Regions from separate parts of the Mus musculus genome. Here regions 2, 3, 4 and 5 are each linked to region 1. The links are chromatin contacts, called in public HiChIP or PLAC-seq and promoter capture Hi-C maps. All regions are on one chromosome and are shown on one strand. The core of a region is the stretch at or near the end of the contact, and the rest is flanking DNA. Distances in the headings are between cores, read along the strand shown.

What was found. Promoter capture Hi-C pulls out the DNA fragments that hold promoters and counts their contacts. HiChIP or PLAC-seq counts read pairs in DNA pulled down with a chosen protein or histone mark.
Region 2: a contact with region 1 is called in an HNF4G HiChIP or PLAC-seq map of pancreatic cancer cells. The contact joins the promoter of Zfp62 here to the promoter of Rufy1 in region 1. A contact is called at or near these places in 1 of 39 promoter capture datasets (pre-B cells), 1 of 484 Hi-C or Micro-C datasets (B cells) and 1 of 115 datasets of contacts at active chromatin or transcription factors (pancreatic cancer cells).
Region 3: a contact with region 1 is called in a promoter capture Hi-C map of pre-B cells, with 3 times the contacts expected there. The contact joins the promoter of Mgat1 here to the promoter of Rufy1 in region 1. A contact is called at or near these places in 1 of 39 promoter capture datasets (pre-B cells), 1 of 484 Hi-C or Micro-C datasets (the G1E-ER4 cell line) and 1 of 9 other capture datasets (liver).
Region 4: a contact with region 1 is called in a promoter capture Hi-C map of embryonic stem cells. The contact joins the promoter of Nhp2 here to the promoter of Rufy1 in region 1. A contact is called at or near these places in 5 of 39 promoter capture datasets (cranial neural crest, embryonic stem cells, hematopoietic stem and progenitor cells and 1 more), 1 of 484 Hi-C or Micro-C datasets (B cells) and 3 of 115 datasets of contacts at active chromatin or transcription factors (embryonic stem cells, large pre-B cells and pancreatic cancer cells).
Region 5: a FOXA1 HiChIP or PLAC-seq map of pancreatic cancer cells shows a contact between it and region 1. The contact joins the promoter of Vdac1 here to the promoter of Rufy1 in region 1. A contact is called at or near these places in 1 of 39 promoter capture datasets (pre-B cells), 1 of 115 datasets of contacts at active chromatin or transcription factors (pancreatic cancer cells) and 1 of 9 other capture datasets (liver).

Annotation. Positions count from the first base shown.
Region 1 is chr11:50,429,172-50,435,029 of GRCm38.p6, forward strand. Rufy1 (RUN and FYVE domain containing 1) reads right to left here and starts at 1,954. Exons shown (of 18, transcript NM_172557.3): 1 at 1,613-1,954. The coding sequence starts at 1,934.
Region 2 is chr11:49,200,151-49,205,815 of GRCm38.p6, forward strand. Zfp62 (zinc finger protein 62) reads left to right here and starts at 3,142. Exons shown (of 4, transcript NM_009562.3): 1 at 3,142-3,388.
Region 3 is chr11:49,247,647-49,253,303 of GRCm38.p6, forward strand. Mgat1 (mannoside acetylglucosaminyltransferase 1) reads left to right here and starts at 2,906. Exons shown (of 3, transcript NM_001110150.1): 1 at 2,906-3,009; 2 at 3,904-4,028.
Region 4 is chr11:51,616,532-51,622,746 of GRCm38.p6, forward strand. It overlaps Nhp2 (NHP2 ribonucleoprotein), which reads left to right and starts at 3,242. Exons shown (of 4, transcript NM_026631.4): 1 at 3,242-3,446; 2 at 3,551-3,620; 3 at 5,954-6,059. The coding sequence starts at 3,287.
Region 5 is chr11:52,359,166-52,364,572 of GRCm38.p6, forward strand. It overlaps Vdac1 (voltage-dependent anion channel 1), which reads left to right and starts at 1,686. Exons shown (of 9, transcript NM_011694.6): 1 at 1,686-1,987.

The DNA.
Region 1 (5,858 bases), core at 704-3,203:
AAGAGCAAGAGAGAAGCAAGGGGGAAGCAAGAGTAAGAGGGAGGAGGGGGCAAGCAGCCCCTTTTATAGTGGGTCAGGCCTGCCTGGCTCTTGCTAGGTAACTGTGGGGGTGGAGTTTAGACAGAATGCTAACACCTGGGTCTTTTTGGACAGTGTGGCCAATTGGTTAGCTCCGGGCTTAGTGAGAGACCTTGTCTCAAAAATAAGGTGGGTTAAACAGTTGAGGAAAACAGCCAACTTCTGGTCTCCAAGTACACAAGCACATGTACAAACATATGTGAACCCATATACACACACAAATGAAAAGGTTATAAAAATAACCAAGATTGCCAGGCGGTGGTGGTGCACATCTTTAATTCTAGCATGAAGAAGGCAGAGGCAGGAGGATTTCTGAGTTCGAGTCCAGCCAGGTCTACAGAGTGAGTTCTAGGACAGCCAGGGATACTTAGAGAAACCCTGTCTCAAAACAAAAAACTAAAAACAAAACAAAAAAACCCCAAACAAAAACCAAGACCAAAACCGAAAAATCAAGGTTAATTCATTACCAAGGAAAGAAGCTTTTTTGTTGTTTTTGTTGTGATTTTGTTCTTTAAAATAAAATCTGGGTACTAAAGTCTATTGTATGCACGTGATGCCCCAGGCATTTACAGTCAACACTCACTTTACCTCAGCAACCTGAAGTCTGCATGGTCCATTCACAGTAAGTGACCAGGCCAAGTGAAACGTGGTTATTTATTTATTTGTCTGTTTATTTATTTAGAGGCAGGGGCTCACTGTGTACACCAGGTGGGTCTCAAACTCTCAGAGCTCCACAAGCCTTTACCTCCTAAGTGCGGGTCTTAAAGGCGAGCACCACAACGCCCTTGGCTATCCTTTATATTTTAATTTTAGATATGTTCAGAAACACCAATGGATTATAATTAGCGCAGTTCTGAGCACGTACATTAACATGTGCAGGAAGTATGCACCCGAATCACCAAGCCCAGCTATAAAAAACAAATAATAATTTACTTTTGTTCTTTATTGGTATGCTGAAATTCTAATCTAGATCATAACAGCTGAATTGGATTATTCAACGTAGCTGATTAATTTTTTTTTTAATCCCCGTTTTTATAGACTGGGAAACGCGAGTAGGACAGGTGATGGGAAGTCTTCGTCCCACGGGGGGTGGGGTTGGGGGTTAGTGGCGGGAGAATAAAGGGAACTAAAACCTCCTGACTCTGACTCGCTGCTCTCACCAACTTTGGAATACGCTGTCAACCTCAGCCGCAGGTGCAAACCGGCTGGCTGCCGAGATTGTTAACTGGGGACCAGCACCGGACTTCATTTGTCAAGTATGCAAAATACGAACACTGGTGATTTTCCGTCTAAGCCTCTAATGTAAACCTCCTATTTAAAGTCAATCCGTGATCACGACGCAGCTGCTCTGAGGTTCACAAAGACAAACAAGGTGGGAGGGGAGTCCCGGGCCGCAGTCACCCTGGCCCGGTGGGTGACACCAATTGCAGAGCCCCGTGCCGCGCCGCGCGGCACAGCTCCGCGGAGCAGCTCGTCCGGCCGGTCAGGTTTCCCCAGCCCGGGAGCAGCCCCGGCCCGCGGGACCCCGGCCTACCTGCGCGCTCCCCGCCGCCGCCGCCGTCTCCCAGCCCCGCGGCCGCGCGCAGCGCGCTGCCGCAGCTCGCCGACAGGTTCCCGGTGGCTCTGCGCGCCAGCGTCAGGATGGGCGCCGACCAGCTGTCGGCCACTCGAGGCCGCGACGCACTCCGCAGCTCGCCGGGACTCGGCAGCTGGCTCCGGTCCACGATCTCGAACGCTTCCCCGGACTCTAGGCCTGCTTGGGGCTCAGGCTCCGGCCCCGGCTCGGACTCCGGCTCCCGCTCCGGCTCCGGCTCCGAATCCTGCCCCGCCCGGCGGCATTCTCCGCGGGCGGCCATGTTGTTAGGTCACGTGACCCGCCGCTGCCCTGGACCGACGACCTTAAGCCGCTGCGGCCTTGCTCGCTCTCACCTGGGCTTGCTTTCCTTGTATAGCATTCGGGAAAGTACGATTCCTAACCGTAGGTGATTCCCAGCCCGGAGCACTTGGAAGTTACTTTTGGACTTTCTACTTCCCACCCCGGGAATGCGCCTTATTTTAACGTTTTGCGACACAACTTCCTCTTTTAAACTTTCATTTCACATGCCTTTTCCCCCTTTGAATCAAAATCTCACTGTTGGATTTTTATTTGTTGTTGTTATTGTTGTTTCTTTCCCCCACACAAGGGAGACATTAAAACAGGCCATGTAGCCAAGTGGTGGTGGGACAAGCATTTAATCCCAGCATCAGGGAGGCATAGGCAGGCAATATCGCTGAGGACAGCAGAGTCAACGGAGTGAGTTCCAGGACAGCCAGAGTTACACAGAGAAACCCTGTCTCAACAACGCAGTCCCCATCACCCCCAGTAGGCCACTTGGCAGGGGTGTGCTTAACTACTTTTTTCTGGGGTGTGTGTGTGTGTGTGCGCGCGCGCGTGCGCGCGCGCGCGGCATGGCAGTTCTGGGAATTGTACTTCGTATCTCATACATGCTAATCAAGACCTCTACCACTGAGCTTCACCCAACCCCCAACACACATAACCAACAGGACCGTTGAATTTGTGATCCTCCTGTCTCCATCTCCCAAGTGCTTCTGACCCCACACCATGCTAGGCAGGCACTCTACTAGCAGAACTAGCAGAGCTATGTTCCCAGTCAGAATTTCAGTCTGTAGCTCCGGCTGGCCTAGAACTCAGTAATAGAGCACTGGCCTTGAACTGGTGATCCCCCTGCCTCTGTCAAGTGAGTATGGGGATTTTATGTGTGCCTTACCATGCCAACTCATGTCTAATATTTTCGACTTCATATTTTTCGGCAGCTTTCTTCAGAACAGGCTGTAAAAGGGCTGCCAAAGAAATTAGGACAGATGAGTCAGAGGTGTGTGTGTGGTGGTGGGGCTTTTTCTTTCAAATCAAATGAATCTGAATGACAGCCTAGCAGGCAAGGTCAGCAGTGGTGGTCTGGAAATGAGCTCTGTATTCTGCTATTAATTAAGTTGATAGGAATTGAACCAACCTCATTCCTAAGTGATAAGGAAACGCAGCACACAACGTACCTTGTGATTATTGTCTCTGCTTTCCAACTCTGGCTTGGATAAGTCACCCTACAGATATGTGGTTATTCAGCCTATTTTCTTACTAGGGATAGAAGGGAATTTGGCAAGATGGAGATGCGAATGTCATGAGAATGTAACAATTTGCAAAAAAGAATTTAACAGTTTGGACCATGTCAAACCACAGAACTCTTAGTGTTTAAAATTATTACAGTGTTGTTGCAGGCCAGGTGTGGTGGCACACACTTTTAATCCCAGCACTTTGGAGGCAGAGGCAGGTAAATTTTTGTGAGTTTAAGGCCAGCCTAGTTTACATAACCAGTTTCAGTCCAGCCAGGGCTAGGTAGTAAGATCCTGTCTCAACAAATAGAATAAAATAAAATGTTGTGGTAGATTGTTAGAGATCAAATAATTTCACCTAAAAATTTGGATTTTAGTCCTTTTTGAATCATGGACAACTTAGAATATGTTTCCTGATGGTAGCACATTATTGGTAGTGGTTGGATGGCTGCTATGAGAAATTATTTGTGCTCCCTTTGGCATTACAGACACTAAGCCTCGAACAATATAGAGAAGCTTAGCATAGCGTCTGTGTGCTCTGAGGCACAGAGGAAAGGTTCATGTTGTGTGTAGATCATCATGCCCACTGCACCAAGCTGCAGGAGGAGAAGCATGTGATGAGGCCTTACACAGGGCTAGGCTCAAGTACACTGACCGATAGAAGATCCACCCACATCTCAAAGAATGGGGCCGTCACCAAATTTAATGCAGATGAATTTGAAGATCTGAGAAGTGACTCAGCCTCGGTGCACCTTCACAATGCTTGGTGGTTTCTGTGGTGGCAGTGTCTCAGACAACCCCGCCTGTTTCGGAAATGTGGCAGGGGCTAATGCAGATTCATTGATTCCCACTTTAATTCTGTCACACTGCACACAGTAAATATAGCTCTCTATAGGTCTCTATTATGTGGTTTACAGAGTAGATTCAAGAGGCTATGGCAGAGTGCAAAGGGTTTGAGAGTGCACGGACAGAAATGTCAATAGAATCTCCATGGGTAAGAACCTGAGACCAACCCTGGGATGAAGATGCTGCTGTGGCCCAGGGGAGAGACAGGCTTCAGGGTGGAGTCTCGGGAAGAGTGGAAATAGGCTGGAGCAGGAAACTCTGTGTGTGTGTGTCCAGGTCCACCAGGCACACAGGTAGACCAGCAGGCATTCTAGTGAGCAGCAGGGCCCAAGCTGAGCTGGCGCTTTAGCATCAGAGTAGTGTTTTGTGACGGTTGATCCTTGGTGCATACTGGGTGTCAGGCTGGTGGGCCATGCCATGTCATCTTAGTGCTAGGTGTCCACCAATTTATGAGGTCCAGGGAATTCCACACTACACTTGGTCTGGTGTGGCCAGTCAGTTCTTGGGCCTGTTTTCCCTCCTATGATTTTGAAATATCCATGTTTCCCAACCCTTTCAATTCACCCTCAGAGTGACAAGCTTTTAGTTTGGTTCTAGTCCCAGAAACCACCCATTTAATAAGTCTGTGTTGCATGGTCTGTGACTGACAGATGGTGAAGTTGTGGGTCCATCCAGGGGCTCCAGTCATCCATGAGTGGCAACTCAGAGGCAACTCCACTGTAGCCTGAACAGTGCCCCCCTTCCTGTGACTACTCTCCTGCATCAACAGCAGCCCTACTTGTGACTGTTTCAATTTCCTGAAGTCAACACTACTAACGCCATTCCTGCATATTCTATTTTAACATTTCTTGACCACATCAGACCTCAATCCCTCCCTCTGCCCTCCCGGATCCCCACTGCTGATAAGACACCTCACCTGTAAGAGAAATTCTCTCTCTCATCTTTTCTGATCTTCACCTTCTCAGGTTTATTGCACAACAAATTGATCCCCATCACCATTAATCCTCCCTAGTTTTCTTTTCTCCTAACATCCCTTCTCCCTAAACAGAGCCAAAAACTGCCTATAAAATAGCATCTCCTATGGCACAGCCTGAAAAAGCACATTTTTATTCATGATGGAGTGAGTTAGAGAAGGGCCTAGCCTGCCCTCAGCATCCTCATCTTGTGAGACAAAAGAGTCCTCACCTCGTAAGCTGTGCCTCCTGTTTTCCTCCATCATGACCCATCAGTCTTTCTGACTCCTTTTCATATCATTATACAGGATGTGGATTTATGAACTCCCTCATAATCTCTTCATGCGCTTTAAAAGCATTTATTTATTTATTTATTTATTTGAGACAGGATCTCCCTGTGTAACCCTGGTTGTCCTGGAGCTCAGGCCGGTCTTGATCTCACAGAGATCTTCCTGACTTTGCCTCTCAGGGCTGGGATTAAAGTACACTATCACCCCAGAGAGTTCATTTTTATTTCTGTGTAGCTCTGTGTGTGTGTGCATGAGTTTATGTATACCACATATGCATAGTGCCCTGAGAGGCCAGAGGGTGTTGGATCTCCTGGGACTGGAGTTATAGGTAGTTGTGGGTAATCTAATGTTGGTGCTGGGATCAGAACCCAGGTCCTCTGGAAGAGCACCAAGTGCTTTTAATAGATAAGATATCTCTCCAGCCCTTTCTTTCTATTCTTTTTTATTTTAAAGATTTATTTATTTTATATATGTGAGTACACTGTTGCAGTCTTCAGACACACCAGAAGAGGGCATCAGATCCCCATTGCAGATGGTTGTGAGCCACCATGTAGTTGCTGGTATTGAACTCAGGGCCTCTGGA
Region 2 (5,665 bases), core at 1,892-4,391, 1.2 Mb before region 1:
CATATTTATATTTAAATTTAAGTTTAAATCAAAATTTATCTGCTTTGAAATGCCTCCCAGTTGTCCCGTGCTATCTTCCCCACACTGATTTAAAATATTAAATGCCGACCCTATGTTGCTCTTTAATTAGTTTATAAGCCTGCCTTGGAAATATGTCCACTTAATTACTGATAAGTTTTAGTAGTCCTCCCCCGTCTCTGGTTCTTTCTCTAAGGCATTTACTGGCTAGAAATAAGCAAGAGTCTCTACTCATTGTCCATGTAAACTTCAGGACCAATGGTGGGTTGCAAAGAGGTTGTGACTGTAGTTACGAGAGTCATTACAGATGAGAAGGGGGCACCTTTGAGTCTGAGTCATTCCTCTCAGTGGAATCCAGGAAACTTTGCATACGTTCAGTTGCACTTCTGCGTTCCCGGGAACACTGCAAAGTTTCTTCATATAGGTCGTGCAGGTGTATTGTTAGCTCCTATTTCATTTTCTGCTGGTTCCTATTATAAATGTACTTTTGCTTCATTTATTAGAATTATAGTTTATGCATAAGGAAACTATTGCTTTCTCTGTTAATTCTGAAAACACATACTTTACAGTGTTGTCTCATTGTTTATTCTGGTTTTCCAAGTTAATTCCCTTGAGCTCAATAAAAATAAAATCTTGTTATCTGAAAGTAGGATAATTATATGCTTGCTTTGCAGTGTTTATATTCTATGTTTTTTTTTTTCTTATCCAGCTGCAACAGGAAGTAATGATAGTAACTGGTAGGTAGTTATCTTCTGGCTCTCTCATTGCTTTCACTGTTTCCCCTGCCACACTCTCTAGTGCCCCAGTCCTTACTGTCCTTATTTTAGGACTTGTAAAAATGTCCTCTCTTTGTCCAAGATGCATACAGAAAAACTGTTGTACAGTATTGTTTATTATAGACCTAATTTAGTTTTTATACACTTAATTAGGAAGCACTTCATACATGAACAAGAGGAGAATGGCTAATGAGATTCTAATTCAACAGAACAACACAGAAAACAGCATTATGAGAAATCATAATGAATAACACTATATTTTAAATCACTAAAAAGTGCATAGGTAGCATGATTGCAACACTCTAAAAAAGAAAAAATCCATTCAACTGGTGGTAGAAAAAGGAAGGAAGTCTGTGTGTGGTAGCATACAGACAGGCAGATCTCTGTAAATTCAAGGCCAGCTTGATCTACATAGTGAGTTTGAGGCCAGCCAGAATTACAGAGTAAGAATTTGTTCAAAAAAAAAAAAAGTGTGTGGGATCTTATATAAATGGTGGTTATCACTAGGTAACTATTCTGTTTTTATTCTTTTTTTTTCTTAGCTTGGATATCCAGTGCCAATTTTACATTTATAATATATCTTAGTTCATACTAGCCATATTGCATGTGTTTATTAGCCACCAAATGTACATAGTAGCTATACAACAGGTAGACAGTCTTGGTAGCTGTTCCAAAGGACAAGTGCTAAAAAAAGGACTCTGTGTGTGTCTCTGTGTGTTTGTGTGTCCACGTGAATGTCTGTGTTTGTGTGTGTGTGTGTCTGTGTCTATGTGTCTGTCTGTGTCTATGTCTCTCTCTCTCTCTCTCTCTCTCTCTCTGTGTGTGTGTGTGTGTGTGTGTGTGTGTGTGTGTGAATACAAGGCCAAAAAAAAAATTGCCTGAATAACAAAAACCATGGTGGAAAATAAAAACATTGTCCACAATAAACGTTACCTAATCAAGATGATTTATTTAGGCTTTATGATCCTTTGCTATCCTTTACTAAATAAAAGTGTCCCAATCCAGATATAATTATTTTTATACTTAATTATCTAAAAGGAAAAACAAACAAACAAAAATCCAAAATCTTGGAATGTGAGCAGGCCAGCCTAATGTGATAGCCTTTAATTTAGACTATGGACTCTTCTAGAGGCCTCAAAGAAGTGCCCAAAGCTCTTCCCAGAGTTGTGCTATCCAGTAAGTGGGATCCTAGCACTCATGTGGCTATTTCAATGAAATGTAATTAGACACTTGGTCTTCAGTGGCACTGGTCACATTTGAAGCACTTGTAGCTGTGTCTCAGCTACTGTTTGGGTTGTAGAAGAATCCCCCAACAACCCCTAACTTGTCCATGTTCTTCTCCATAACTTGCTGCTTGCTGGCCTGACAAGGACCTAGGACCCTGCTCCATCTTGGGCTTCACTGTTTTCCTACTCTGCTGGACATTACCGCAGACTTTCCACTTGCCCTGACCACCTTAGAGATGCATAGACCTTAGTGCCCAAATGCAGTCGAGATACTACTACACTCAAATTGCCATTCCTTCTACATTTCCAAGTCATTAAGGTGAGTTAGGGCTTGCCTACAAAGATATAAAAAACAGGAGTAGACTGGTGCAGATTACAGGCTTTAAACTGGAGTTTTGTAGTTACGGGTGGGGGAGGGTGAGGGGGATTTTGTTAGAGGCAGAACGGGGAAGGTAGCTGTGATAGGTTATTTCTCTGCCACCACGGAAAGGAGCCAATTCAAGTTAGATTAGATTAAAGGCAGGTTTACGGAGAAGCTGCTCTCCTGTGGGCGAGTTCACTAGCTCCGAGGACTGAGGCCAGGAAAGTCCCCATGGGGGGGGGGGGGGTGCACTCAGATAAAGGAAGAGAAAAAGAGCAAGCAAGAGTGACCAAAACTTCTAGATTATATAGGGAGGAACCTCTGGGGGAAAGGGCAGCTCAGCCCCTGGGCTGGGAAGTTGAGATCAGGGTATGCCTGGTTGGGACAGATGCTGTTCCCAACATGGAGCCAGGTCTGCTTTGGTAAGTAAATATTCACCTCTGTCGCTTGTCCTCATTGGAAAACAAACACGAAGCTGCTGGTATCCGGGAGAGAGACAGTTACTTTTCTTCTGCAGTCTCCGAATAGCAGGCTTCCTGGAAATTTGAGCTTTGTTGAGGGTCTTGGCTTTGGGAGAGGAGGGTCTTTTAGAAATAAGGGGTATGGGACCCCCATATTCCGCTTTCTCCCAGGAGCCCAGCCCTCCCTCCTAAGACTCTCCCCAGCCTCGCTTGTTAACTATGAGCTCAGCTTCACAAGCAGGAAGTGAAGTATCTATTTTACCACACCACTTGATTATACCCGCCCCCAATGCACCCCGGAATTGCAATAAAAGTCCAAGACAACTAGAACCCCCTTCCTCTCCGGGCAGACCAGCCGGGATTAGGAGGCCAGCAGAGCACCCACAAACTGCGGGTCACGTGCGCGATCAGAGCCCGACCATCGAGTCAGTCCTCCAGCTTCCCAGAGCGGCCTCGGAAGTGCCCCTGCGGCTCGGGTCTTTCCGGCCAGGCAGTCCGCGCTTTTGTCCCGCCGGCGGCCGGGCTCCCGCGGTGCCGCCACAGCCAGTACGTGAGTCCCGGGCTGCCGACGCTCCCGCCTCTCCCCGGCCCGCCACGCCCTTCCCTTCTCTGCCCTCCGGTCCCGGGCGGGTCCTAGTGGGGGAGGGAGAGCGTGACTTTCCACACGCCCTGGGGAGCGTCCTCTAGGAGTGAAGGGGAAGGAAGAGCCCTGGTTCGGGCCCGGCGCGCGGGCAGGCTGCCATCGGAGCAGGCCCTGGGCCGAGGAAGGGCCAGAGTCCGCCCCGGTGTTCCTTGACTGTCATGGCCGTTTCGGGCTTAGAAAGAGGAGAATCCCGATTATTAGCGCCTAAAAATTTGCCCTGATTGCGGTTAAGTTTGTTTCTGAGACTTGGAGATGACCTGATTCGGTCACCTCTTCCCGTCATTTTGGTGGGGGAGAGGTGTTGAGAGACACTTGCGGCTCTGGAAGCAGACCGTTCTCCACTTCCTGGCCCTCTCCTAGGAGAAACTCATCTGTAGAGCAGTGGGTGCAACCGGAGGCCGCCATCTGCCCTACCCCACCCCCACCCCACCGCAAACTGAGAAAGTGTTGGCCTAGGGAAAAGCCAGCGAAGGCACTTGAACCCAAGTGATCGCTTGGGGAAGTCCTGGGGCAGCGGTGTGAAAGAAAGAAAGGTCAGGTGGAGAGAGCCGCGGCTAGTGTGTTATCTTAAGATGGTTAGTCTAGATGGCCAAGACCGTTTGTGTACGCCTGAAGCTTTTGTCTGTCTGGGGTGTGTGTGTGTGTGTGTGTGTGTGTGTGCGCTTTTGTCTGGGGTGTGTGTGTGTGTGTGTGTGTGTGTGTGTGTTTGAATACGTAATGCTCACGTGTCCAAGGCATTAAAATACAAAGATTTTTAAAAAACAAAAATTTAATGCAAAATATGAAAACAAGATTTTCTTTTACTGTTCTCAAAGGTTGTTCTGGGCCCTACCTTAAAAGGTAAACACTTTTGTTAAGATGTTGAGTAGACTTTAAGGACTTCTTCATTTAAATACTAGCAAATATATAAGTCGTTCCTCTTTTATTCAGACAGGTGGTAGCATAATAAGTCCTGCTTCTCTGTTTCTTTTACTGAATCTGTTTTACAGAACTCATACGGAAACGGGTGGGTTGTTTGTTTTACAAACATGTAGCAGATTGGCCATTTTAAAGGATGCTTTAGATAAATCTCTAGACTGCAGTTGATAATCTTTGAGTTGTTTCTAGTGTTTTTTGCCAAATGGTATTATGTGGAATGATTCTGTATTAGGATAAGGATTTTGAAATTAAGAGGGACTGAGGTTAATAAGGTATTTTTTGTTGTTTTGCATTCAGTTAAATGGGCTACACTAATTGCTTCAAGCTAATCTCTGAGTGGGCCCTTAGCTTCAGAAAAATCTCTCCACTGCCCTTCATGCTCTCTTGCTTCCCTTATTGCTGGAGTATCTAAAAGTATCTCTTTCACTACTATGAGAATATTTCATTATAAAAATCCCTCCTGTCCTTATTCCTAATTTTTAAATAATAGAAACAAATCTTGTTAACCATTTGCATATGCTTCTCATAAATTAAATGCAAAAAATGACCAAAGCACATATCGTCCTCTTTTCAGCATATCACTTAGACTCCATCCTCCATCCGCACGTTCTTCCACTGAGTGCTCTTGAGTTGCCTCTTTCATCCTCTCGTCACCAAATATGGCACCTAAGAGCTTAAGTTACAGAAGCCCTGTACCACACTTGACATATAGGATACTCCCTTATGGGAAACAGTTGAAATCTGGAAATTCAAAGTAGCTGCAGGTATATCACACCTGTTTCTTCTTGCAGCCCCACTGTAGGCGTCACTTCCCACTAAACCAAGAGTGCTCTCTTGTGAGTTGACTCAGCTTTTGAGAACTAACTCCTCGCTGTCCAGAACAGGTAGTAAAGTGAAGGTTCTTGATATCTGCTTGCACTTTTGTAGAACCTAGCAGTAGAATGTGAAAAAGTACAGAAATTGCCAGAAATGTGAGTCTTAAGTAATTTATGAGGGATAGAGACTTTCTCATGGTTGGCTTTTTCACTGATGTTACCACAGATGTTTTCACAGATGGTTAAGGTCATTCTGTCTATCAGAAACTGGCTCAAGAGATTTCCCATCTAGTTTTGAGAAATTAAAACCTTTTTGTTCTGTGTTATGGGGGACAACACATGATGGCCACCACATCCATTTTATTGATTGTACTATAACTTCATCTTGCAACTCTAGTTCTTGGTTCTCTTATCCCTTCTTAGTCTGTTCTCCAACTGATTAGTAGT
Region 3 (5,657 bases), core at 1,656-4,155, 1.2 Mb before region 1:
TCAGCAGATTGCTAGGGTACCACACTCAAGTGTGTCAGGCTGTTTAGCCAGGACTGGTGGTAAATTTAATCACACGTTGTGTGGGGATTTTTAAGTGGATTTATTTAGACCTTACTTTATTCTAAAGGAAGCGCAGGTAGCTAATGAAGGATTTCAGAGGCATTGCTCAGTGTCTACATTGTTAGTAAGCTTGATTTTCTTTCTCTATCACTTTGTGGTTTGGGACAGACATGTTAGGAAGAATGAGAAAGGAAACTTAAACACCAGTTTAACACTTTGGTTTTGTTTCCTCTAACGGCTTTAAGCCAAGGTTTCTTCAGAAATTCAGAGCATGAGTCCTTTCCAAACTGCAAACACTTTCAGGTAGCCAGGCTGGAGTTTGTGAGCAGCAATTTCCTGGAAGTTTTTACTTTTTTTTTTCTTAAGTTCCTTTTTGGTGGTAGCAGAGTAAGCAGGCAAGCATATTACCTCTTAATTCTCTGTTATCCTGTGACTAGATCTACCTGTTTTTTCCATTTGCACATAATCTGATCCCAGGCTCATCCCCAGAGTCTAGACAGGCAGCTCCCATTTCTTACTTTCTTCCCTAGTGTAAGCTCTGTAGAGCCCAAGGCCTCAGTACTGATACGTGCTTGTTGCTTAGACCAAATACTATTACCCTTGTTTAAAATTTACCCAATCCAAATTCTATGTTGTAGCCTATTTTTTTTCGGAGGCAGGGTAGCCTTTTTGCTGGGGATCATTCTGTGAGCCTTGGAATTTAAACAAAGGGCTGAAGAGATGGATGTGGTGGGGAGTTTCTGTGTTCTGACCTGCTTCCTGTCTAAGTGCCTTGGCAGGAAAGTCACTCTGACATGGCCTGGGCTGCCTCGTCTTCACCATCTTCAGGACCTACTATGTATGGATTTTATCCAGGATGGTGATTTGTGCTCCTTATATTTTGGATATCTTCAGACCAGTTTCCCAACTTTTTACACATCCAGGGAACTTGGTCATTTTTTTCTCACACTTTGGCACTGAGTGTGAAGGCTATAAGTCCCTAATTCCTTTTTATGGGAAGTAGAAAGAGGCCTAAAGTATATAAACATTGGCATTCTCTTGGCACATGCATGGGCTTGACTTTCCTGTCACAGTCTGTGCAGTCAGCTAAACTGGAAATAGTGGGCATACACACACCACACCCACACACAGTCCTCCTCCCTCCCTCATGCGTCAGCCCTTTCCTCTACGTGAGGGCAGAATTCCAGCTGCTACTGTGAAGCTTCTCCGCTGCCCCACTGTGTCCTGTCACATGGGCACAAAGCCATCTCAGCAGTCCTTCTCAAGGGCTCACCAGGGTACCAGGTTTGGAAGCTGAAATGCCTAAATCTAAAATCTGGCTATGACTTCTGACTTAACAGCTTCCATACACCCAAAGCCTCAGACTTCTCTCTGCTGAGCTCTGCAGAGATGCGGGAGAGTGTACAGAGAGGCCAAGAAAACAGGCTTGGACGGAAGGGCAGCTTCCTAGTGTCTCCTGACAACTTTGTTTTACTTCCTCACCTGCCCACAAGGGCCCTTAAGGTACTCCCACTTTCTGCATAATTCCTGGTGTCTGGTACGAACAAGTTAGTGAGTAACACTCAGTAAGCACAGACCTAAAAGTCCCGGTTACCTTGGGGACTCTGGAACAGTAGTGATGAAGTCTGTAGGTAGGAGGGTCTGTCTGAGGTTGAGTATATCTAGTAATCAACTGGCAGTGCCTCTGCTCCCCTCATGGGTGAAAGATCCAAGGGTGGTTGGAGCCAAGGCTTATGCAGAGGGCCAGGCACAGCAGGATGTGGGAGCCAGTGGGGGCTGTGGTACCATGGTGAGTGGACAGTAGGGATTCCCAGACATCTCTGATTCCAAAATGGTCCTGTCAGTGAGATGTGGCTTACTGTGAGTTGCTAATAATGCACGGCTCAGATCTCAGAAATAGTTTGTGCTCCGGGGCCACTGCTGACATCTAAATCAGACCCTGAAACTCCTGGTTGTCATCTTTCCTCCCCCACTCAGGCTGCTTGAGGCTCTGATTGAGGTACTTACCAAGTACTCTGTTCAGTTGGGTCCTGATGAGTCTCCCTGCCCCTCCCATGTTTCTTTTGCTTTAAAAAAATACCAAGGAATACAGATCCAGGGGTTTCCTTCCCCCTCCCATTCATTTTTAGGGTTACTCCAAAAGCCTGTGATTGATTCTTTCCTTCCTCAGGACTTAGGTTCAGTGTACAGGCCTGACTTTGGTTTCCCCGCCCATAAAGGGGCACACACACACACACACACACACACACACACACACACACAAGACAGAACTGAAACGGCGGCAGGCTGGCTCTTACCCACCTTGGGCAGCAGGTGTTTCCTCCCTATCTTCCCTTTTGAAACCGAATACTTGTTGCTTGCACACCCTCACCCCTCTCTTGCTGTTTTTTTTTTTCAACTAATAGTCTGCAACTTCCCTCGCATAGAGGAATGGTTCCCAGGTTCTTAGAATTGAGGTTGGTGAACGCTCTTCTTGCTGAGGAAACGCTTCTAACACCACCAAGTGCTGCACCCCTCAAAGTCGGTGAATCTCTAGATTCACTGGGCTGGACAAGGGACACTCTTGGGAAAAGTCTTTACTGGACAAGGCTCAGGGTGTGAGTGGGGTTGGCATCTACACAGGAGCTGCAACTGAGAGGGAAAGGGCCTCAAACAAACATCTCTGCTACCACTGCCTTTCGAAGTTGGGGGACTTGGGAAGACCCGTTGTTTAGATCTTGACCGGTGATCAGGAAGTCAGCAGTAGAGGAAGGCCCTGGAAGGAGGGGCCAGCGCGGACTCGCCCGTGGCAGGGCGGGGACCAACAGAGGGGCCTAGGGGCTGGGGAGCGCCGCCCCGCCCTCCCGGGGAAGGACCACATTGCCGGCTAGCAGGAAGGCCAACCAGACCGGACGAGGCCGCTCCAGCGCTGGGTGTTGCCGGTCCGGGGCGAGCCTGGTTCCAGGCGGGGTGAGTTGAGAGGATCCGGTGAGCTGGGCCGGGGGACGCCAGCGTCCTCAGTCCTGGGGCTTGTCCCAGGAGGACAAGGACCCCGGAGGAGAGAGGCCGCGCAGCCAGGGGAGTCGGGTCTGAGTCCCGAGTGTGCTCCAAAGCCAGGGCGGTGAGAGTGGCGGGCCCGCCCGGGGCCGCGCAGCGCGCAGTCTCCCCCACGCGGGGAAGTGGGAACTTAACGCACAGCTACAGGATTCCTGGCCTTCAGCTGCTAGAGGGAGGGTGGCTTCTCCAGGAGGAGCTGTTGTGAAACTCGGCAGGAGGGCACCTTGGGTGCGGGGCAGGGCAGGGCAGGGCAGGGGAGAGATGGGGTCGCCCTGAAGAAGTGGGAGACTGGAGTGGAAAGTGGACTTTATGCAAGCCTCACCCCAGCGTCCAGGCTTCATAAGTTACTAGGGCTGGCTTTTGCTCAGCCACAAGGAAAATTTGACTCAATGTTGAAATATGTGATTTGGCAAGAAAACTTTTTTTCCTAGCCTCCTTTCTAGTATGTTTGGAACAGGGGGCTCCCAAGAGGTGCAGAGCCCCCCCATTGTTCAAAATGTGGTTCAGAGGGACTGTGGCCCACCCATTCGAGTCTCCATGGAAGAGTGGCCTTCTGGTGAAGCTTCTTTTTCTTTAACCTTGGCTACTGTAAGGCTCTCGTGCTTGAGAATATTGCTGGCCAGCTTGATTGCCTGTCATTAGTACTATTTAGACTAGAGCGTCCTTGATTCTGGGGTCTTCCCGTTTCCAGTCACTAGTCCTTGACTTTTTAGCATGGAGATCACCAGTAATGGCAACATTACATCCCACTTCTGTTTCTCAGAAGGCTGTATTACAGTGTGTTCAAACTCCATGTCATTGCAACAGGTTAAACTCACTTTCTGCTTCGGACGTCAAGGTATTGCCATTCTAATCCAGACATCAAGGGCGGTGGAGAAGACAAAAGTCGGTTGTCTGTTTACAGAAGAGGAACTGAGGCAGTGGTTCTTCAGGTAACGGCTTCAGGGCTGTCTGTCTGGTGCCAGGCTATAGCAGCATTGTGTTTCCCTTTGACCTGTTCCCAGGTGAATAGCCTGTATCCCTCCTAGGTCTTACCCTCTATACTCTTGAATTATTTAGCATATCTACTCGGACTTCTTTTCAGTTCTTCTTCCCCTCTGAAATTATGGAGCCTGGTACATCATACAGAGTCTAACAAGAAAGTAATTCACTTAGAGAGCCGTTATCTGTGATGGACACTATGTGCTCTGTACTTGTTTAAGCTGTGCTTGCTATCATACTGGCAAAGCAGAAACAGGAGGGACAGTTCATCAACGGTTCTTCCATTTCGAGACTTAGTTGTAAGGCTAGAGTAATGGTTGCTCTACTGCTCCTGGCTGGAAGTTGACTATTTGCTGTTTGCTTGTTGCCTAAGAAACAGCCTCTGACAGAGAGGGGCAAGCATGGAATCCAGAGTGTTAGAAGCTAGATGTGCTAGTGCACGCTTGTAATATCAGAACTCTGCAGGCTGAGGCAGGAGGAGCATCAGGTGTAGTAGGCAAGCTTGCACTATGTGCACCGTCTTAGAAAGGAGCCTGCTCTTATGCGCTCCTTCAGATTAGAATGTGAGAAGGCCCCAGAGGGACTGGCAAGACTTGCCAGAGCCACCTGGCAGCTGGCAGAACCTTCAGTATGCCGAGACTCAGGTCTCACCCCACCATGGTGCAAATGTTGTTGTGCGTGGTGGTGTGGGTTCACCTGCTAGTTTCCTCAAAGGAGTCCTAAAAACACTGGAACCATGAAAGCAAGTTTTAAACTGAGTGTGCATATTACAGGCAAATCTCATAACTGATATATTAAAAACTCAGTTCAGGGTTGATGGATATTTTATTTTGTTATTTGTTTGCTTGCTCTTGTTGTATGTTATGTTTTGTTTTGGTGTATGTATGTATGTATGTATGTATGTATATATGTATGTATTTGAGACAGGGTTTTTCTATGTAACCTTGGCTGTCCTGGAGTTTGCTCTGTAGACCAGGCTGGCCTTAAACTCAACAGAGATCTGCCTGCCTCTGTCTCTGGAGTATGTGATCAAACGCATGTACCACCATGCCCCGCCTAGGGTATTCTATTTTTAAAAGGAAAATATGGCAAAAGAGTTTTCAAGAGGCTTTGTTCATAAGTGCTGTTGCAGTTTAACTTTGTCCTCTTCTCACACACTGGTAGGGTTTTCCATTTTCATTTCTCTTTTTAAAAAATATTTGTGCATATACATGTTTTGCCTGCATGTATGTTTGTGCAGCACTTGCATGCCTGTTTTTTTCAAAGGCCTAAAGAGGCCCTTTGAATTGGAGTTACTGAGAGTTCAGAGCTGCCATCTAGGTCTGGGAGTGGAACCTGGGTCCTATAGAAGAGCAGCCAGTGCTTTTAACAGCTGAGCCGGCTCTCCACCTCATTGCTCTCTCATAGGAATGGTAGGAACTAGCAGTCTCCTTAGGAACTGAAGAAAGCAAAAGTGAGCCAAGGCTGCCTAAAGAAAAAGCTTCAACTGGCCATGCCGTTGACGTCTTGGAGCACTTCCTTCTCTTTGGAACCCAGCCACTGAGTTCACTGGAAGCCTGGGCCACATGAAGGAGCACATG
Region 4 (6,215 bases), core at 1,992-4,491, 1.2 Mb after region 1:
TATACCTACAAACATATGTATACAATACACATATACATATTATACAGACATATAGACAGACATATATACATATATACATATATACATTTGGTGGAGGAAGCAGAGCCCCTCAAACCACAGTTTATTCCTTCTCTCTGGCAATTTATACCTCCTTAGACAAAAGTTCTTTATAAAATTACCTCAAAGATGAAATGTTACATAAAAGGGGAGTTACAGAAGGATGTCGATAGTTCAAAGCAGTGCTTCATTCCATAAGCTCATTATGAGTTTAAAGCAACAGTGTCACATGGTCTTGCTTTATCATAGTGCACCCCTGTGGCTTCATCCTTGGACCTGACCTATAATCAGTGTTTTTCCTTGATCAGAAATCTGACCCAAGCCTATATTTCTCTTCTTAGTGAAACTTATGCAAGCTCACTGTATTCCTTATTATGCAGCCTTTACTTACTACTCAATGAGGAGGGGGCATTTTGGTTTTTTGAGACAGTGTTTCTCTGTATACCTCTGGCTGTCCTGGAACTCACTCTGTAGACCAGGCTGGCCTTGAACTCAGAAATCCACCTGCCTCTGCCTCCTGAGAGCTGGGATTAAAGGCGTGTGCCACCACGCCCGGCTTCACATTTTACTCTTGATTCTAACTTTATTACACCTTTCTGGCAAAACAATTAAAGCCATCTCCTTAAACTTTCTTCCTAAAATGATTTGAATCAAATCAACAACTCTATAAAGTCATTAATTCCTCTAAATAGCATTAATTCATGAAAGTTCACCTTCATGTTGATCTGTAGGAAATTTGAGCAAAAGGGTGGGCTAATACCCAGGAATCATTAAGCGATGTAATAGTGACAGAAAAGTCATATCGGCAGCAAGAAGCAACTGGGGCTGTGCCTCTCTGGCCATCTCAGCCGTGCAGAATGGTGAGCCATCTCCAGGAAACTCATTTGCTTGCCTTTTCTTTTTGATTTATTTATTTATTATATGTAAGTACACTGTAGCTGTCCTCAGATACTTCAGAAGAGGGCATCAGATTTTGTTACGGATGGTTGTGAGCCACCATGTGGTTGCTGGGATCTGAACTCGGGACCTTCGGAAGAGCAGTCGGAGCTCTTAACCACTGAGCCATCTCGCCAGCCCTTGCTTGCCTTTTCTAAATGGCTTCTGTCATATTTAAACCTTCTTAACCATATATCTATGGAATTTCTATTTAGTACTTTTGGATTAAGGTGGGCCTCAGGTAACTAATGCCACACAGAAAACAAAACCCACCGTTGATTGAGTCCACCCTGCAAACAGGGAGATGCCAGCCACAGCTAGCGGTAACTTCAGGGCTTTCCAGAAGGTGGCGATATAACAAAGGTAGTAGATTAGGACAGAAGCTGCCAGACCTCCTCCTCCTCCACCACCACCTCGAAAGTTCTGGGGAAGATGGAAGGCTGGGACCATCAAAGCTTGGGCAGTGGAGGAGCCACCTTTCTCCCCTGTCATAATATATAGGTATCCTCCTAACCCCTGTCATAATGTATGGGTATGTGCAGACCTAACATCAGAAGACAGGTGAGTCTCAGAAGTCACCCTCTCTGTCTCTCTAAACTAGGTCTCCCTCAGATTCAAATCAGCTGGCAAATATTAAGCATTTGCTGTTTAAATACTTGATTTCCCCACCATTTAGTAATCGCTTACTGAGACACATCCAGGCCTCCCTACAACCTAAAAAAGAGAGATGATTTCAATCTTTACTAGGCTACCCAGTGCTCCTTCCTCCAACAGCCTTCCCTGGTTCTGTCTTTCTTGGCAATTCAGAGAATGTATCCCAATCTGACATATCCTGGTCCTCTTGCTGCTGTCCAAGTGATGGCTTTTAGTGGCTGGAAATCATACTCAACTATCTCACAGGTCTCATAGTTGTCAATCAGGGATAGGTAAGTTCTGTGTCCTTCACAAAACACAGATCTAAATGTGGGCCTGATTTTTGGCATCTGGCACTCAGGATCCTCCTTCATATTCACCCTTACCAGCTTCAGTCCCTCTACGTCACAGAGCTGAGGTCCCCGTTTCCTGTTGCTCCAGGGTTCTCATTAGCTAGCTGGACTCTTCATCCAGCACATGTCACCTTCCTTCCTACCTTTCTGGTTTTTCAGATTTGCTTTTAACATTTAAGAACTTTTGATTGATTTATTTCCTGTGTGTGAGTGTGTTGCCTGAAAGCACATCTGTGCAGCACATGCACTCCTGAGGCCCTTGCAGATTAGACATTTCAGATCCCCTGGAACTGGAGTGGGTTTTTTTGTTTGTTTGTTTGTGTTTTTTTGTTTGTTTGGGGGGGGTTGGTTTTTGTTTTTTGGTTTTTATTCAAGACAGGGTTTCTCTGTATAGCCCTGGCTGTCCTGGAACTCACTCTGTAGACCAGGCTGGCTTTGAACTCATAAATCCACCTGCCTTTGCCTCCCAAGTGCTGGGATTAAAGGCATGCGCCACCACTGCCCGGCCTCTTTTTTTTCTTTTTTCTTTGCGGTTTTTTTTTTTTTTTTTTTTGGAGACTGTTTCTGTGTAATCCTGGCTGTCCTGAAACTCGATCTGTAGAACAGGCTAGCCTTGAATTCAGAGTTCCTCCTGCCTCTGCCTCCCAAATGCTGAGAGTAAAGGTATGCACCACTACTGCCCAGCGGAAGTCACTATGTAGACCAGGCTGACCTTACTGCCCAGCGGAAGTCACTATGTAGACCAGGCTGACCTGATCCACCTGCCCCTGCCTCCCCACTGCTGGGATCAAAGGTGTGCGGTTTATAGTTTGTGCAACAGGATCTAGGAGGGGGAAAAGAAAATATGAAAAAACTTTCAGGTGCGCCAGGCTTTACCTAACCAGCAGCAGCAGGTCACAAGGCAGGTCACAAGGAGCTCAGGGGACACAATCCCGTTGTGTATTTTCCTTCCACCCGCTCTTCAATCTCTCCGGGCCCCGCCTCTTTCCCTTTGGGCTCCGCCTCTTTCCCTTTGGGCCCCACCTCTCGGCCCCAGGCCCCGCCCCTTTCCCTCTGGAAACCCGGTTCTAAATTCGGCCTCCCTGGGATTCCCGCGGTGAAAATCCAAATCCCGTGCTTAGATTGACCTTTAACTCCGCCCCCATATCCAAAATCCCGCCCCTAGAGATCTACTTAGAGATTGGTCGGTGTAGAATATTTAGTTTCCCAATTGGTCACAGGGTAGAGCCACTTGAAAACCCGGAAGTGATGTCGGAGGCGGCGGCCGCGTGGTTCCTCTATGCCGGGACGGAGTTGTAGTTGCTAAGATGACCAAAGTAAAGGCCGCTCCCGAAGAGTCCGAGGCGCAGGCGGAGGGCTGCAGCGAGGAGCGCACGTACAAAGAGCTGCTGGTCAATCTGAACCCCATCGCGCAGCCCCTGGCTTCCCGCCGCCTGACGCGCAAGCTCTACAAGTGCATCAAGAAGGGTGAGGCGGGCGCGTGGCGATCGCGGTCCGGGACCGGTGACTTGGGCGGCCCGGGGTCGAGCCTCGTGAGCGAGGTGTCGGCTCACGCTTCTCTCTCTTTGTAGCTGTGAAGCAGAAGCAGATTCGTCGCGGGGTGAAGGAGGTTCAGAAATTTGTCAACAAGGGCGAGAAAGGGTAAGAACCCGGCTTCCTCTGGTTTTTAAGTTTTGTGTGGTTTTTATTTTTATATTCCAGTGCCGGGGATTGAACCTAGGGCCTTGTGCACGGTACACAAGTACTACGGCACTAAGTTTGGCTTATTAACTGGTTAAGAAGAAATTCCACCTACTCAATAAAGGTGAAGTTGACCAACCAGTCTAGCAGTCAACTCCCTTCACTACCAGTAAATGGAACTCCCAGTAAATGACAGGGAAGAGAATAGGAATCCAGCCCGTGTAAACTAGAGTCCTGATCATTCACTCTGTAGAACGGCACAACTTTTTCAGGCTCTAGGCAACGTGCTATATGTAGAGAGACATTTTCCCAAGTAGGGCAGGGGAGAATGCGGGCTAGCTTCCGAAGTATAGCTAGTTCAAGGCCGTCGTGGTCTATGGACAGGTCTCAAAACAAACAAAACTCCCAAAAGGAGAAAATGATAAGCCAGTGATAGGCCTTTAATCCCATCAGAGGCAGATCTCTTAAGTTTTCAGCCATGACTATGTATAGAGACCCTGTCTCAAAACAACAAAGGAAGAGAATGAATGAATGAAGGTTTATTTGGGGTGAGGGGGTGGAATCCTGAGAAGAGTAGGCTCTTGGACAGGGCAGTGTAGTGGCACTTACACAATGTAAGTGGTTACTCCTTTTAAGTGTATGACTGTTTTGCCTGCGTGTATATGTTGGTGCATCACTGGTGCCCTTGGCAACCAGAAGGCAAGGTGTAAGGTCTCCTTGGACTGGAGTTAGAAATGGCCATGCACCCCCAGAAATGGCTATGCATCCCCGTATGCCGGCTCTCCAGCCCTCCTGGGCTTTCTTTTTTTTTTTTTTTTGAGACAGGATTTCTCTGTGTAGCCCTGTCTGTCCTGGAACTCATTTTGTAGACCAGGCTGGCCTCAAACTCAGAAATCCGCCTGCCTCTGCCTCCGGAGTGTTGGAATTAAAGGCGTGCCCCACCATGCCCGGTTTTGTTTGTTGTTGTTGTTGTTGTTGTTTTCTTTTTCCCCCTCGTGGGCTTTCTAAGGTAGGTTTAGTGTTCTCAGAACAGAGTGCAAGCTGAGGCGTGACATCGAGGGAAGAATTAGGAGAGGCAAGTCAGACTTAGTAAGCTGTTATGGCCCAAGGCAGGTGATGGGCAGGAGCTACAGCTGAGGGATTTGAGAGACGGTGACATATAATGACTTTGCATGCTAGTTTGGGCTGTAGTGTGTGACTGCAGACAGACAGTGGAGGAAAGCCAGGTTTGTGTGAAAACATCTGAAGTGTGGTTTTTAGATACCTTTTATTACGTGTGGGTGCCTACTTGCATGTGTATGGACACATGTGCATCTGGTACCCATGTGAACACCAGCGGACAACTTGGAGAGCTGATTCTCTTCTGCCATTCAGGCCCCTGGGATTGAACTCAGGTGGCCAGGCTTGGCAGTGAGTGTCTTTACCCTCTGAGGCGTCCTGAGTTGACATGGAAAATGCCTTGGACATGCTCTGCTTAGCTATTCTACAGGCAGATGTTTTGGTAGGGCAGATGGGGGCTGGTAGCTTCAGGTGGCCCCTGGCACCATGATAGGTCAGGAAGGCAAGGAGAAAGGGACCACAAAGAAGGACAGCAAAGGAACAAGTGGAAAGGACCAGCCTTGTGCCAAAGGGAACGGAGTATGCAAACAGATGTCTACCACCCTTACACCGGGCAGATCTTCAGGACTTCTGGGTCTGGTACACTGACAGCTCTCAGCCATGGTTGAGGGCCCTGGCAAGCTTTCTCTTGGGACAGAGTCTGTGTGTTACTCAAACACTTAGGTGTGATCCCTGCCAGTCCTCTCAGCTTTGTTCTCTGACACCCCCCCCCCACCACACACACACACACTAGTTATCTATTGCAGAAGGCAACCAGCCCTTCAGTACCACCCTTGGCCTTATTCTGTCCCCACACCTGCCATTCTGGAATCATCATGGCACTCAAGTCTCTGTTCAAGGGTCATCTCCTGGTTGGAACATAACTGACTCTAAGGAGAGCCGAGTTCCTATTTCGTGGTATTTCTCCTGTACCTCATCTGTCCCAGCACTTCACCTCTAGTCACATTCGGTGGCATTTACATGCTGTCAAGTAGAGACCATGTCCCCAGAGGAATGCATTTGCCAAACATGACTTTGTACTCCTTTCAGAAGTTGAAGGCTAGTGTGGGGGTCCTTGGTTGGGGTGGGGCATTTTCTTGGACTCTGCCCTCACAGCCAGGCTGGAGATAGCTCTTAGAACTGAAAGGGAAAGAGACGGAGCAAAGGAGAACTGATGGTGCCTTCTCTTGTTGCAGGATCATGGTTTTGGCAGGAGATACATTGCCGATTGAGGTGTACTGCCATCTTCCAGTTCTGTGCGAGGACCAGAACTTGCCCTACGTCTACATCCCCTCTAAGACGGTGAGAAGCGCATGCCCACCCTGCCCCATTCCCATCTTGGCCCTAGGGAGGCTGTTTGAGGAATTATCTCAGGTGTTGGAATTCTTAGGTCTGGGTGGCTTGTTTTTCTTTTTGAGATGGCATCTCAGCTAGGACTAAAGTACATAGCACATGGCT
Region 5 (5,407 bases), core at 436-2,935, 1.9 Mb after region 1:
ATTGGTCCAGGGATGCATGCAGGTTTGTTAGTTGGGGGCCTTTGGGGTGATCTTTTTAGTTACCTTGAGTTACCTTGTAAATAAATTAAACACTTTCCCTGGTTTGCCGACGTAGACTTTGGGTGGAATTCTTTAATCTGTCATCTGTGCCTTCTCTACCGCAAATAGCTGTCTGTCTCCCCAGCAAAAGTGACACAAGCCACTCGCTGAGTTTTAGGTAAGTGCCTTACCAGTCCTCTGCATCTCCATTCATTTTAAATTAAAACCAAGACTCCCAGGGCGCTGAACGGAGGTGGCGCACACCGCCTTTAATCCCAGCACTTGGGAGGCAGAGGCAGGCGGATTTCTGAGTTCGAGGCCGGCCTGGTCTACAGTGTTAGTTCCAGGACAGCCAAGGCTATACAGAGAAACCCTGTCTCGGGAAAAAACAAACAAACAAACAAACAAAAAACAAAAACAAAAAAAAAACCCAAAAAATAAAACAAAACAAAAAAAAAAACCAAGAAAGACTCTCAGGGCGAAGTTCCGAGAAGCCAGACTTTCTGCCCACCCACGACACACAGCCCTGGGCATCAGGGCTCTGGGTCAAGTGTTAAGATTCTTGGAGACAAATCTTGTGTCCCCAGGTCTTGTCCTTCCGACTCTGCCTCCCTGTACGCCCCTGTGACTCAGCAGCTTTCCCTGCCTGGCTTTAACTCCGGGAATGGGCTGGGTGTTTGTTGCCGGGTAGATAGAGCTGCAGACTTGGGAACAGGTTCTTTCTAATGCAAAGCAAGCCCTGTACCACGGAGCTATCTGTTTGCCCACATTCTATTTCGAAGGGCTTTCCCTCATAGTCTTAACTAGATATGGGCTTAGGCCCCCTTACATTCCCTCTCCTCGGCCTCTCTCTCTCTTGGTTCCCTTCCTTTAGCCCACGGAACAGCATTTTCAATCTAGAGTGGCTGCGGATGCCCAGCTGTCTTGTTCAGCTACAGCAGGTTGTGAGCAACCACCTGGCGTCTCCTCTACTGGACCCCAAATGCCTGAATTCTCCTCGGACGTCTGTTAGTAGAAGGCAAAGGGTGTGAAGTCTTCACTCACATGTGATTTCACAAACTCTCCAAACCTGATTTGGTTAGTCTTGGTGTGGCACGCTCAACAGGGCAGGAGGCCACGTGCTGAGACCAGGCTGGGAAAAAGTGTCCGCCCTCTCTACACTGCAGGAAAGCAGACATCCAGAACCCGCGTGACCTCACGTAGCGAGACTCCGCAGTCTCACAAACCCACTTTGTCTTTTTTAATTTCTTAAATGCTTGGGAAATGGCGGAAAGAGGCTTTGACACTAGGGAAGATTGCACGCAACTTTACAGTGCGGAGCCGGCTCTCGGGAGAGTTTAATTTGCAACTGACTCGCTGACGCACGCGGGCGTGTCGCAGGCTCCGGAAATCAAGGTTGGAGCAGAGGGGACAGTAGCCGCTCTGACCTATACAGCGCCACTTCCAGAGCCCAGTGTCCCCACTGGGCCTCCGAGTGACTTGCAGCCTCGGCGACTCCGGCGACACTATCCGCTGAGGTCCCTAGGCCACCGCTCTGTGTGCCGGAAGCTCCCCTCCCCCTCTTCCCAAATGCTTCCAGCAGCCTGGAGGCTGCAACAGTGACCCGCGTGTCCCCGCGCACGCACACACCTCACGCACGTCAGACCCACGCCTCCCTATCGCCCCGTGCCAGAGTGCACGCAGGCCTTTACGCGCGGCCACACATGATCACAGAGCCGCAGAGGGCGAGAGCGCGGCTCGCGAGTGGGAAGAAGACCCCGAGACTGGTCTGGGCGCTGTCCGGGGTGGAGCCGAGGGCGGAGCTTCGGGGTCCGGCGCGCAGAGCTGGGGCGTGTCCGCGCCGCCGCGATCTGCGCCGCTCCGCCCTCGGCCCGTTCGCTGCGCTCCCAGCCTCCTCGCCGCAACCCCCGCCGTAGCTGCCGCTGCTCCCGCCGTCACCGCCTCCGAGGTAGGCGCAGCGGAGAGGGCCTGGGCTATGCCTGAGTCCCCAGGGCCTCGGGTCGCGCTCCTGGGAAGTCTCCAGGGAGGCGATCGAGGGAGGTTCGGGCGAGGGCGCTGGGCCTAAGCGCTTGGCCCCGGGAAGGGTGAACCAGGGACGATCATTGCGGGCCTGGAGGGGCAGCGGGCTTGTAGAGGAGGCCTGGAGGGCGGGCGCAGAGCGGATCTCCCAGATTCTAGCTCGAGCGTTCAGAGCACCTGCATTTGGAAGCCAGGGGCGGTTCGAACATGCGAGGAGCGGAAGGGCAAGGGCGGCCGCGTGGAGGCCCGGCGGGCCGCGGGTCTAGGTGACCTTCCCGGCGGCGCCCTCTGGCTCTAGATCCCGTCGGTGTGGATCTGGTAGAGACCCTCCCACGGCCCAAGCCCTTCCCCACCAGCTCCAAGGGCCTGTGCAGACCCAGCTTCCTCCGCCGAGAGGACGAACTCCAGGCACGGCCATGCCCTGGATCCCCCAGCCCCTACACGCCCTAGCCGGCCCACGCCCGGAGTAGGTGGCGCCGGGTCCCTCCCGCGCATGCCAGTGTCTTCCCGGGCGGAACGGGCTGCCCTGAGTGGACTTAGGCCGCAGGAACAGGGACCTGGGCCTGGACTGAGAGCGAGACCCCATAGGGAGCCATACGCTTGGCCTCCTTGGCCTCGGGGACGGAGTCCGTGTTCTGTGTCGCCAAATGCAACTGTGCATTCTGGAAACTGTTTTCAGGGCCTGACATCAGATTGGAGGCCCGCAACTCTACACGGTTTGTCCAAGGTCACACTGGTAGGAAGATTTAAAACTTCAATCTTCTCATCTGCGAAATAGGAGCAATTATATACACTTCACTGAGTTTGGGGGAAAGAATAAAATGATCCGATTAACACGAAGCCTTGGGGCATGCACAAGGACACCTTAGAAACCTTGACATTTGCCTAGGAGACCTAGGAGCTTTTGGGGAGGGTTGAACTCATCCTCCACAGACTTTTATTTTATTTTATTTTTTATTCCACATGGTGTACAGGAAGGGACTCCATGAATATACAGGCGTATTATTTTAATGCCATTATTACTAATGTCAGAAGCAAGCATTTGTGCAGCACCAGGTATTGAGTCATTGGAGAATAATTCACGAGACACTGTCAGTTTGCAGATTGACAGCTGTCAGGCTGGAGCACTAAATCTGACTGCAGACCCAGAATGCAGGAAGAGTGTGGGCTTAGCTCAGGTGTGTGCTGTCCAAAACTTCTCTTTCCTTGACCAGAGATATGGGTGAGGGGCTTAACTCCGGCTTGTTTACTAGCAAGCCAGGCATAACTGCGGAGGGCCTGCCTGCTTTTCTCGGGACTGACAAAACTGAAGGGCCAAACTCAGGCTTGTCTTCAGGGACTTGGGTGGGACCACTTGGCACACATTAGGTGGTTAAGAAAGGTCTGTGGGGTAAATTCATTTTTAAAAAATGTCTATTTAATGTGTGCATGCTTGTGCCTATGTGAGTTTATGTACATACATGCAGGTGTGAGATGCCTCATGTGGGTCTGGGAATCGAACCTGGGTCTTCTGCAAAAGCAGTAAGCACTTTTTTGTTTGTTTTGTTTTTGTTTTGTTTTGTTTTTTTGAGACAGGGCTTCTCTGTATAGCCCTGGCTGTCAGCAGTAAGCACTCTTTTTTTTTTTTTTTTTTTTTTTAAGATTTATTTATTATTTTATGTAAGTACACTGTAGCTGTCTTCAGACACTCCAGAAGAGGGCGTCAGATCTCATTATGGATGGCTATGAGCCACCATGTGGTTGCTGGGATTTGAATTCAGGACCTTCAGAAGAGCAGTCAGTGCTCTTAACCATTGAGCCATCTCTCCAGCCACAGCAGTAAGCACTTGTAACCCCTGAGCTCTCTCTCCATTTTTTTTTCTTTCATACCACTCTTAACTACCCAGGCATGGTAGGTGCACATTCAATCGTGGAATCTTAAAACAGCCATTAGATGACCTAGACAGCTCACTCACTTCTAGAAGCTATCCTGTCCTAGCCGAGTCATAGATGTCATAAGAGCTGTAATCGTACATACTCACCTACAGCAGTAGTCATGAGAGATGAGAAACAGCTCCTTTAGCATTCTACAACTTCCCAAGTCCTGGGGGAACTTGTCCAACTGGTGTTTCTGGGCTTAAAGCTAGAGAGTGATATGGGTAGATGGGATTCTGGCCAAAGCTGTGGGGCCTGTAGCTTCTTCCCTTTCTGACAGGTGTGGGGGTATGACAGCTCGAGTAAGGTGCCAGTCCCCACTTGTAGTAGCTCACAGCTGATTCGCTTTATTTCTGGTTTCTAGAATGAGGCTTTGGACAGGGGCTGTCTGGGGCCATGCGGTCCTCATGCTGGACCTGAGCCCCTAGGATTCCGGAAAGGTTGTACTGTCGTTGTAGCTTTGCGCTTTCCCCAGGTTCCTTCGGTACCTGAAAGGATGGCAGAGGCATGCTTAGCTAGACCTGGGTGTGGGTCTCCATCCCGCAGTTAAGTCACAGCATGTGAGCACTTTACCTAGGGCTGAGCTAGAAAAAGCTCCAGAGGGCAGCCTGGGCTCTCAGTTCTGATCTGACAAGAGCCACAGAGTCTAGCTCAGGTGAAATAGCTTTCTCGTGTCTTAGTTCCTCTGTTATAATGTGGTGGATTGATTGATTGATTGATTGATTGATTTTGGCTTCTGTTTTTAAAAAAATTAATTGTTTGGAGGTGGCTAGCACATGTGGAGGTCAGAGGTCAACTTCTGGTCTTCCTGTCTCCACTCAGGCCTTGGGATCACCTGGGTCTGCAGTAGAACTGTGACTGTCAGTGCTGGCCATTCTGGTGTTCTGCGGCCCTGCTGTGTATACTTGGTGCTTGGGCACCAGTCCTCCGCTAGTATCCCCACACTGCACTGCTGCTGTGTTCTGAGGAACCCATAGGTGTGAGTGCCTCTGCACAGCAGAAGTTACCAACTGGTTGGGAAAGGAGAGAGGTAGCTGCTGTGGGCCATCTGTAGTGGACGGTGCTCATAGAAATCATTTGCCCTGGGGTGAGATAGGAGGTGTCCTTCCGGGACCTGGCCAGACAGTATCCGGCTAAACAATACCTCTCTATGGGTGGGAAGGACTCTGGACCCCGTGGTTCAGGGTGAGCTTCTGACAAGATGCTCAGAAACCATTATTATAATAGTAGATATACAAGACCAGAGCTTGGTTAGATTCCCTAGCCATAAATATAGCAATGGAAACTGTCTATTGGACTGGCTTGTGTGGGACTTAGTAGAATGCTAGCCCAGCATGCAGAAAGCCCTGGATTCTTCCTTCAACACTGCAGAAACTCAGTAAGGTGGGGCACACACTCAGAGGTGGAGGCAGGAGGATCAAGTTCAAGGTCATCC